Linked DNA regions of Zea mays: region 1 is linked to region 2. A link is a contact called in public Hi-C data. All regions are on one chromosome and are shown on one strand. The core of a region is the stretch at or near the end of the contact, and the rest is flanking DNA. Distances in the headings are between cores, read along the strand shown.

Region 1 (4,596 bases), core at 1,897-4,396, 540 kb after region 2:
ATGTGAGGCATAATGGCCTGCATAATTACAGTACTACTTAACCATTATGAAGACAAAACGTGCAAACGTTTGCAACTTCCAAGTGATTGGACAGTTGGTGAAGCTAGGGTAAGCACACAGTGCATGCAGTTTTCTACCATACAGCAATAGAGAAGTGAAACCAAAAACAGGCACTAACTTTGACTGAATTGTCAGCAGCTGAACTCATCAGAATAGGTTCATTCGCAAAAAAGTGAAGTGAAACTATTGAACCATCATGGGCCTCCCTAATCACAGAATGCAGCCGTCTCTTCTCAAGATTCCATATGCTGATAACGCCTGAAGAACCTCCAGAAGCCAGAAGGGGTTGCCCATCTGGAAGAAAGGTAAATTTGAGAGACCACTTTAGCTAGCCTGAGATACAGAAGTGGTACAACATTACAATAGTGCAACTTTGGTGTTACTAAAATGGAAAGTCAATGACATCATAACCAAAAAATAAAAAATAGAACATTGATGTCAGTAAACTATCTGGCTATCTGCACAGCAAGAAGAAAATACAAATGTGTTTCCATAATAACCCAAATGTGGGCTCTATAGTTTTATAATTTTGTGCCAATAAAGCAGCAAAAGTTGATTCAAACTAGGGAGGACTCTTCAACACAACTTTTTATCTTTCAAATCTTGTTCAAGCTCCAAACAGTCAAACAACAAAATAGTCAAATGATATTCCCTCCGTTCAAATTATAAGTAGTTTTGGCTTCTCTAGGTACATTGCTTTTACCATGTATAAAAAAAAAGGGCGTACCCAGTGCCGTAGGCTTCCCGCACTGTGCGGGGTCTGGGGAAGGGTATCTTTCAGCGCCAAGTCTTACCCGCATAATATGCAGAGGCTGGGGCTCGAACCCGGGACCTTCCGGTTACAGACGGTAGGCTCTACCGCTGCACCAGGCCCGCCCTTCTTGCTTTTACCATGTATCTGACATAATAATCTAGGAGTGTGCATAGCAAGAAATATGTAACTAGAAAAGTCAAAACTGGCATAGTTTGGAATGGAGGGAATTGGTAGGTACACTGGCTAAGTTGGATATCAGGTACAAACTGGGTGGTACCTCACCAACTAAAATTTTGATAAGGAACTAGTTTAGGGCTTGAGACAAGGATGTTACAACGAAAATAAGGATTTCTGTTGCTCTTGTAACAATATAGTTGACTAAACACTAATAAAATTCCATTATCTAAAGTTTCTTTTTCATTTTACAATATACTATTGCATCACCTGTTCGAAATGACAGTGCAGTCACAGCACCACGAATCTGGTGGTTGAAAGACATCAATTCTTCATCATATCTTACATTATGAACATGAACTGACCCATCAGAACATCCGACAGCAACTACATCCAGGGCAGGAGAAGAGACACAACACCGAACAGGTGAGTTCCAACCATTGAAATCATACAGTTTCTTTTTTGTGCTGATATTCCACAGCTGCAAGGAGCCTTCTTCGCTACCAACAATTACCTGATACAGAAACAGATTTGTTAAAAGAAAAGAAACATAATGCAGACAAGGTTCGAAACGAATACTATTTCCAAAGCAAAACTTCAGACAGCTTCAAGCACCTTATTCAGATAAGTATCAGGATGCATGATACATGTTGGGGTGAACTTGTCTCCCAATGATATGCTTCCAACTGGTTCAGTGTTTGGTTCTGCTCCTCTGAAGGCCCACATGAATACATTACCTTTAGCATCTGCGCTTAGAACATATTCTCCAAATAGGTATAGCATGTTGACCTTTTCTTCATGTCTACTCCAAGTAGCCACCTGATTGAAAGAGAATGTGGGAGGCATGAATTTATAGGGTGTTTGGTTTGAGGAATGAGCTAGTCCATCATCTTCTCACTCCTCACTATTTTTGTTTGGTTTGTGGAATGGAATGAGTTGATCCATCACCATCTCATTCCTCATAGTTAGTTAGTTAGTACTAATATATGAGGAATGGGGTCATCCCACCAAATTTGAGGAATGAACTCATGATGCACCACCTCAATTTGGATGTAGTGATTCCTTAAACCAAACACCCCCTTAAGGTTTGTCCACGTAGCAGTTGATGAGCATTTATGGTGAGGTACCATTTGTAAGCTCATAGATGACCAGCATTGTCCCAATTGCCAAAGTTCTAATTTCACATAATAATAGCACATCTTAACTACTTTATAATCATTAAAAAAAGAACAAGGCTTCTAGCCTTCTAGTAAAGAAGAACGAGTTTGGACAGCCAAGGGAGCAGTATAACTTATGTGGACAGATAGCAAAAGTTTAGGTAATGGAAGCACAGCAATTTCCGTACCTGGTCAGTCCTTTTGAAAACTGCAATATCACTTCCATAAGCAGCAAATGTATAATCCTTGTAGGATGCAATAGCACGGATCTTCTTGGGCAATTGGGGTCCTTTGATAACATAAGAAACTCATAAACGACAAAAAAAAACAGGAACATTAAAAAGTACACATGAACTGAAATAACAGGCTTACCAGCAAGAACCAAATTCAGCTTAGCACACTGCAGAACAAACGGGCATAGCAAGATGAGTATTGCAAGCTTCTAGAATAAAATTCGGTTGCAGAGGAGGAATGTAACAGGAACAGAGGAGAGTAAGGCTCGATGACAATCACGAGCTCGATTGACTACATTTACCCCCTACTAGGACCAACCAGTAAATAAACAATGAACTCCAGACTAGCCCCAAACAGATTCTAGTGATTTTATATATTCACTTGCTCACGCTATTCACGATACTGAATTCCTCCAGAGCAGACCGCGCCACCTCGACGCACGAATCCTTGTCGATTTTTTTTTCAAACGGCGGAACAGACGGGGGCGTACTGTAGGATGGCGACTTACGTTATAGACTTGGAAAGCCTTGCCGACGCTGACGGTGACGAAGGTCTCGGTGCTGAGGCGCTGCACGGAGAAGGGCACGCCGCTCGCCGTGATGTAGCCGATCGCACGGAACGGCTCGAAGATCCCCATCCTCTCTCCCTCTTCTATCTGGTCGTGGAGCCCCCTCCGGCGGCGGGGTTGCGGCCACTCCTGTCGCCGCTGGTTTTTCTAGGGTTTAACAACAGGCGCGCCGTCGGCGAGGGTTTTAGTTTGGGTTTGGCTGGCAGAGCGGCGGCGGCAGGCGGGAGTCGGGGGGCTCGTTTTCCGGGTAGGTCAGTTTGGTTGGGGTTGGGCGTGTGGACGTGTGGTGAGGTGGGCTGGTTTCGGGAGGCAGCTGTCGAACCGGGTCGGGCCGAGCCCAAACATGTTTTTACTTCCACTTTTCGGTGTTTTTTTTCCTAGACACTTTTTATCTAGTTACATCTACATCTACTAGTTTATGGCGCGCGCCCTTGCTCGCGTGCCAATCCGTGGTGTAAACTCTTATTATAAACATGTATAATTTGATGTTGTGTGATGAACATGTATATATAGAGTACTCGTTATTGAGGACATGAGAACATCAGTATCATATCAAATTTAGCAAACTATGTTTTCTTAGCAGTGGTTACCAATGGAATTGTAGCATTTATATCAACTAGAGACTGAACTGAGATTACAATACATATTAAGTAGCATTAAAGTAGAGTGCACCAAGAGCTTAAGCACTGGTGCTAGACTTAGCACATTTATTAAGATTTCAGAGTGGAATGAACTTAACTTCAGTTCATCCTAACAAACATGTCCTAATCGTTCCTTCTTTAGTTCCTCAACTACTCCTTTAAAGGCATAAAATACTCAGGTGCACTTTGATCAGTAGTGATTACATCAAGATTTGCTCTCAACATATGGATATTTTGATTTCTCAATTATTTTCAAATGCCCAACATCTGTAGGTAACTTTTTTGGGTTTAGGATATTTTGATTTTTCAATTTTTACTATAGAACCTAGTGAAGGGACCAATGGTAGCATCATACAAATCCATGTACATGGAGATAGAATATATCTGTTAGAAGCTCATTCTCGTAGAATTGTAGACAAATTTCATTACAACGCATATGGAACTGCAACAACCAAAACTCCACATACATCAGGACATGCATTTTGATACATATGATTGTCCAAATAACGATTGATACAATTCAAGAACCACAAGCAACAAAGAAATAACACACTTCTTTAGTGGGTTAACATGAGACTAGCATTTACACTGTCATGCACTCGAAAACTCAATGTCTAGGAAACAAATTAAAAATGTGGTCCTAGATTTAGGATTTCATTCTTTAAGGTACTCCAGTAAAGCAGGATAATCATTATGATCCACCACAATAAGAACATCCTTATGGTTATGTCAGAACACAGAGCAATAAGTTTAACGGAATCATCCAGAGTTAAAGTACACCAACCATGTATATCACTATTACCATTGCAGTATATGTCCCAGATGCAAAAAAATAAACATAGTGAGAATTGCATGGTAAATGGTGCCAAGAGCAGAAATACTTAGTTACCTTGGCTGCAGCTCTGATCATCGTGGGCCCACCAATATCAATATTTTCAATGCCATCCTCAAAAGACATGTTACCAGAGGTGACTTTGTCATAAAAGGGATACAAATTCACCACAACCA
Region 2 (4,295 bases), core at 67-2,566:
ACACGGTCTGCTGGAGATGGCCTCAGATACTCTATTTGTTTCTTGTTTTTCTCTTCAGTCGAGAAGGGTTCAAAACAATTTGTACAAAAATAGTACTTGCTGTACATTAGCAGCAATTACAGTGCACAGATTATCCTACAAGCCACACATAACTCCCAAGATTACAACCACACCACACGCCTAAAGAAACATGTGTGCTGTCACAAAGCCGAGATCAACAAAATAAAAATGGCATTCTCTTACCTTACAGAAGCAATATTTAAAGCAAGCTAAAAGCTCATATGCAAAATTATAGATCTAATCATAAAGCAGCATATAAGCATAATAACAGTAAAATGTGTAAGGAGATGTACTTCTCGCATTGAGAGGCAGCAGAATTTGCAATGCAGTCGCTATGCAGTCAAAGACACTGTTAAGTTCCCAATTCACTGAACGCTAAGCTTGTCCAACTAAATCCATCGAATCCTACGTTTGTTAAACTTTGTATAACTCAGAATTTTGAGAACCAACATACTCAAAAATTAGCTATGAGGGAGGTTAGAAATGCGACCTTGAAACCCCTATAGACGAGGTCCTTCTCCCATAGCTGGGCAAACACCCACCAGACGCTCTCCATGAAGTTGAGGTCCATGGTTTTGTAGTCGTTCTTGAAGTCAATCCACCTCCCCGTGCGTGTAACCATGGCCTCCCACTCGGAGACGTACTTGGTGACGATGCTGCGGCACGTCTCGTTGTACTTGCCGATGCCGAGGTCGAACACCTGCTGCCGGTTGGTGATGCCGAGCGCCTTATCGATCTCGAACTCGACGGGGAGTCCGTGACAGTCCCATCCGAACCGTCGCGAGACGTGGCGGCCTCGCATCGACTGGTGCCGGGTGACCACGTCCTTGATGGTACCGGCGAGTATGTGGCCGTAATGGGGCAGGCCCGTGGCGAAGGGGGGACCGTCGTAGAATACGAACTCCTCGCCGCCCTCCGTGCGCCGGAGCTGCTCGTGGAAGGCGTCGAGCTTCGCCCACAGCTCGATCACCCCCTCCTCCTGCTCCGGGAAGGAGAAGTCCTTCCCCTCGCACACGTCGTCCATGGCCTCCTATCCTGCAGTCGCGGCGGCGCTGGAGGTAGCTGGGATTCCGAGCGAGACGGGGAATGGGGCTAGGGTTTCGAGCGATGGTGCGTAGGCGGCGGCGAAAGGTAGGGAATGGGATTCGCTTGGAAGGGGAAGACGAGGGTTTAGTGGCCAGCTGAAGCTATGCTCACGTGCTACGGAGGGTCCGAATCCGAACGCGGTTTTTTCATCTTCATCTTTTTTTTTAGGGCTTGTTCGGTTATTCCCAATACACATGGATTGGATGGGATTGGAAAAAATTGAGAAGAGATTTGACTTGTTTGGGATTCAAACCCATCCAATCCTACTCAATCCACATGGATTGAGAGCTAACCGAACAAGCCCTTATGCGGTCGTCGTTCCCTTCCCCCGCATGTTGAGCTACTTTGACATGGTTTTTTAGGCAGCTCCACCTCCAGCATGAACACTATCAAACGGTAAAAAAAAGGTTTTTCTTGAGAGCCTTTCAAGAACTGAAGTCGTTTTTTATTGGAAGTCAGGTCATTAAAAACCTAGCTTATATCAGCTCATTCTATATTTTTCTCATACACTATTTGAGAGAAACACATTAGAAATTATTTTGCTAAACGAATTACAAAATGGTTGTGACATCTTAAAAAAGCCAAGGAGACAAAGCCCGAGTTGTTTTCATAGTAATCGGAACCCTAGCAAAAGGGGTCATAGTATTGTAGTAGCACCCAAAGAACCATTAATGATGGCTATGGTACCCGAAACTCGTATACCCCACGGGTTTTACTCAATATAATGGTAGATTTGGGACGATTTCTTTACCTGTGGGTATGTTAATGGACACAATTCTATACCCATCGAGTAGACGGATATGGGTATGGTACGTACTACCCATACCCGCCTACTCATGGGTAATTTATACTCGCATCTGTCGTACACATACTCTATTTAAATAAGCACATATAAATATATATTAGCTAAAATAAGATCAACTTACATGTTTCTACATTATTCATTTTTTATTTTTTTATTTACTCACATTTAATGTTTTATGATTTTAAGTATGTGATGTATTTATTAGATTTATGCTATTTAATATGTGTTTAGCGGGTATCTAATCAGATGGGGGTTACGCGATGGATTTTTTACTCATGCGGGTACGGGTATGGGTTTTTAACGGGTATATTTTTACCTCGCGGATATCGGTATGGGTAAGCAGTACCTAGCGGGTATGTACACGTTGCCATCTCTAAGAACCATTGGGCTATCTCCAGCATCTCTCCTATCTCATTTTCTATTGTATCTCCTATTTCAAAATATATTCTGTAAGCAGTGTCATCTATAGTGCTGTAATACTCAAAATTGTGTACAAGAAATACATAGAGGATTTCCTCATTTTATGTTCCATATTTGCATCATAAAAAGAGCACACATATAATTGAGAGTGATTAATTAAAACCAATAATACCAAAATAAAAGAAAAATTGCATCATGCTGGAGTTATATGTTTGTGCATTAAATGAAATAATAATGTTAATGATAATAAGATAATAATTACTAGAAAGCTTGAATCCTAAATTGAGAATTAGGGTTTGAATTAAGAGAAGGGAAGAACTGAGAAAAATACTACATAAAATAAAATAAAAATCAGAATAAATACCCTTCACACTTATATTATTAAACTATACAATTCAAACTGAGGACAAGTTATTCACAATATTTGAATTTAAACTTGAATTCAAATTGGATTTGAAAATGGAGAAAAAAAAAGAAATGGAAAAGAAAAGAATAAAGAAAACCTAGCCTAACTGGGCCCTGAACTCGTATTCGGCCCAATACGCTTTTTCACCCGCGCGGACCATGCCGTGTCTTTCCCCACGCTCGCGCGCACGCTGACTTGCGGGTCCCACTTGCAGCCTCTCTAACCGCGCGCTCGCCTGGTGCTCGATCGCTGACATCGCGGGCCCGCTGCTCAGCTTACTCCACCTTCCACTCCCACGCGGGGCCCACGCTGTCGGGGTCTTCCCCCTCTTTCGCCGCTTGACTCGGGCAAGCTCCGTTACGCGTATGGCGGGTTCGCCGTGGAAGCTGGGAACGGACTCGGGGTCAAATCCTTCTCCACCTCGCCTCTATAAGATGCGCCGCAAACCCTAGACGACTCCTCTTCCACCTCCGTGATAGCCATCGACCACTAGCGCCGTGAGCGAGAGTGTGCACAGAGGAGTGAATCCGCCGCCGCCGACTCGTCCCTTCGCCGGTGTTCCGGTGCTGGCAGGAGGTCGGGGTGATTCGCTTGGGCTCGTGGATCGTGTCTGTGGCGGATTGGGGCCGAGAAAGCCTTGGTCGTCGACTGAATCCCTCGCCGGAGTAGTGAGAGCACCGCCGAGCCGCCCCAACACGTGAGCAACCTGTCTGCGCGCCCGATTTCAGGTAATATTCACCCCCTTCGTGTTCGCCGTCGTGCCAATCCCATTTTGCGGGTGTCAGAACTAGAATTAGGGCACTGCAGTGGCGGAATTGCGCGGGGTCCGGTGATGGCGCCGCCGCGGTCGGTCTGCGCCGCCGGGTTGTGTCCGCTGGTTAGGAGATGAACCTGGAGCCGTTGATTTCATGCTTAGCGGTCATGATTAGATGCAGGGTTGAGGTAGTGAGAACCGTGGGATCTTGGGTGGACGGTCTTGATTTAATCGGGCATACCGTTACGATCTGGCGTGTCCTGACCGTTCGATTGGGATCGGATGGTGGTTACTCGTTCTAGGCTTCATTAAATCGTGGTCGTAGGATATAGATCCGGTGGTCGATGTTGCGTACCGCCTCGCAGTCGGCAAGATTTAATCCTACGCGCTGGAATCAGATCAGACGGCCAGAAAGCACCCATACCCCTTCGGTCAGCGCGTCTTTCAAAAGAGCCCCTCTGGTTTTTAGAATAAACCCGCAGTCCAGACCAGCTGCGCGCTGTGTCTTGGAGATCTTGCGGGTTAGCCCCTGAGTTTTCCAGGAATTGACGCCCGATCCAGAGCCCGTTTAAAATGTATAAATGAATTAGTAAATGTATTTTTAATACAAAAATAATTCCTAGAACTTGTTTAATTCATAGAAAATGCATATGAATTCCAAATTGATCCATTCCAGTTCCAAAATTTTTATAATATTATTGTCTAACCCTTAATACCTCTGTTTTGACATAAAAGACACATTAAAATTTATCTAGTACTTAATC

The links. Hi-C and Micro-C count contacts between places; a contact is called where the count stands out from the background.
Region 1: a contact with region 2 is called in a Hi-C map of ear, with 2.5 times the contacts expected there. The contact joins the promoter of LOC100280230 here to the promoter of LOC100273774 in region 2. A contact is called at or near these places in 2 of 25 Hi-C or Micro-C datasets (ear and tassel).

Annotation. Positions count from the first base shown.
Region 1 is chr9:99,340,938-99,345,533 of Zm-B73-REFERENCE-NAM-5.0, forward strand. LOC100280230 (transducin family protein / WD-40 repeat family protein) reads right to left here and starts at 3,147. Exons shown (of 19, transcript NM_001352155.1): 1 at 2,888-3,147; 2 at 2,518-2,545; 3 at 2,334-2,434; 4 at 1,604-1,807; 5 at 1,259-1,502; 6 at 179-354. The coding sequence starts at 3,016.
Region 2 is chr9:98,801,285-98,805,579 of Zm-B73-REFERENCE-NAM-5.0, forward strand. It overlaps LOC100273774 (Isoleucine--tRNA ligase cytoplasmic), which reads right to left and starts at 1,317. Exons shown (of 27, transcript XM_008661558.4): 1 at 551-1,317. The coding sequence starts at 1,084.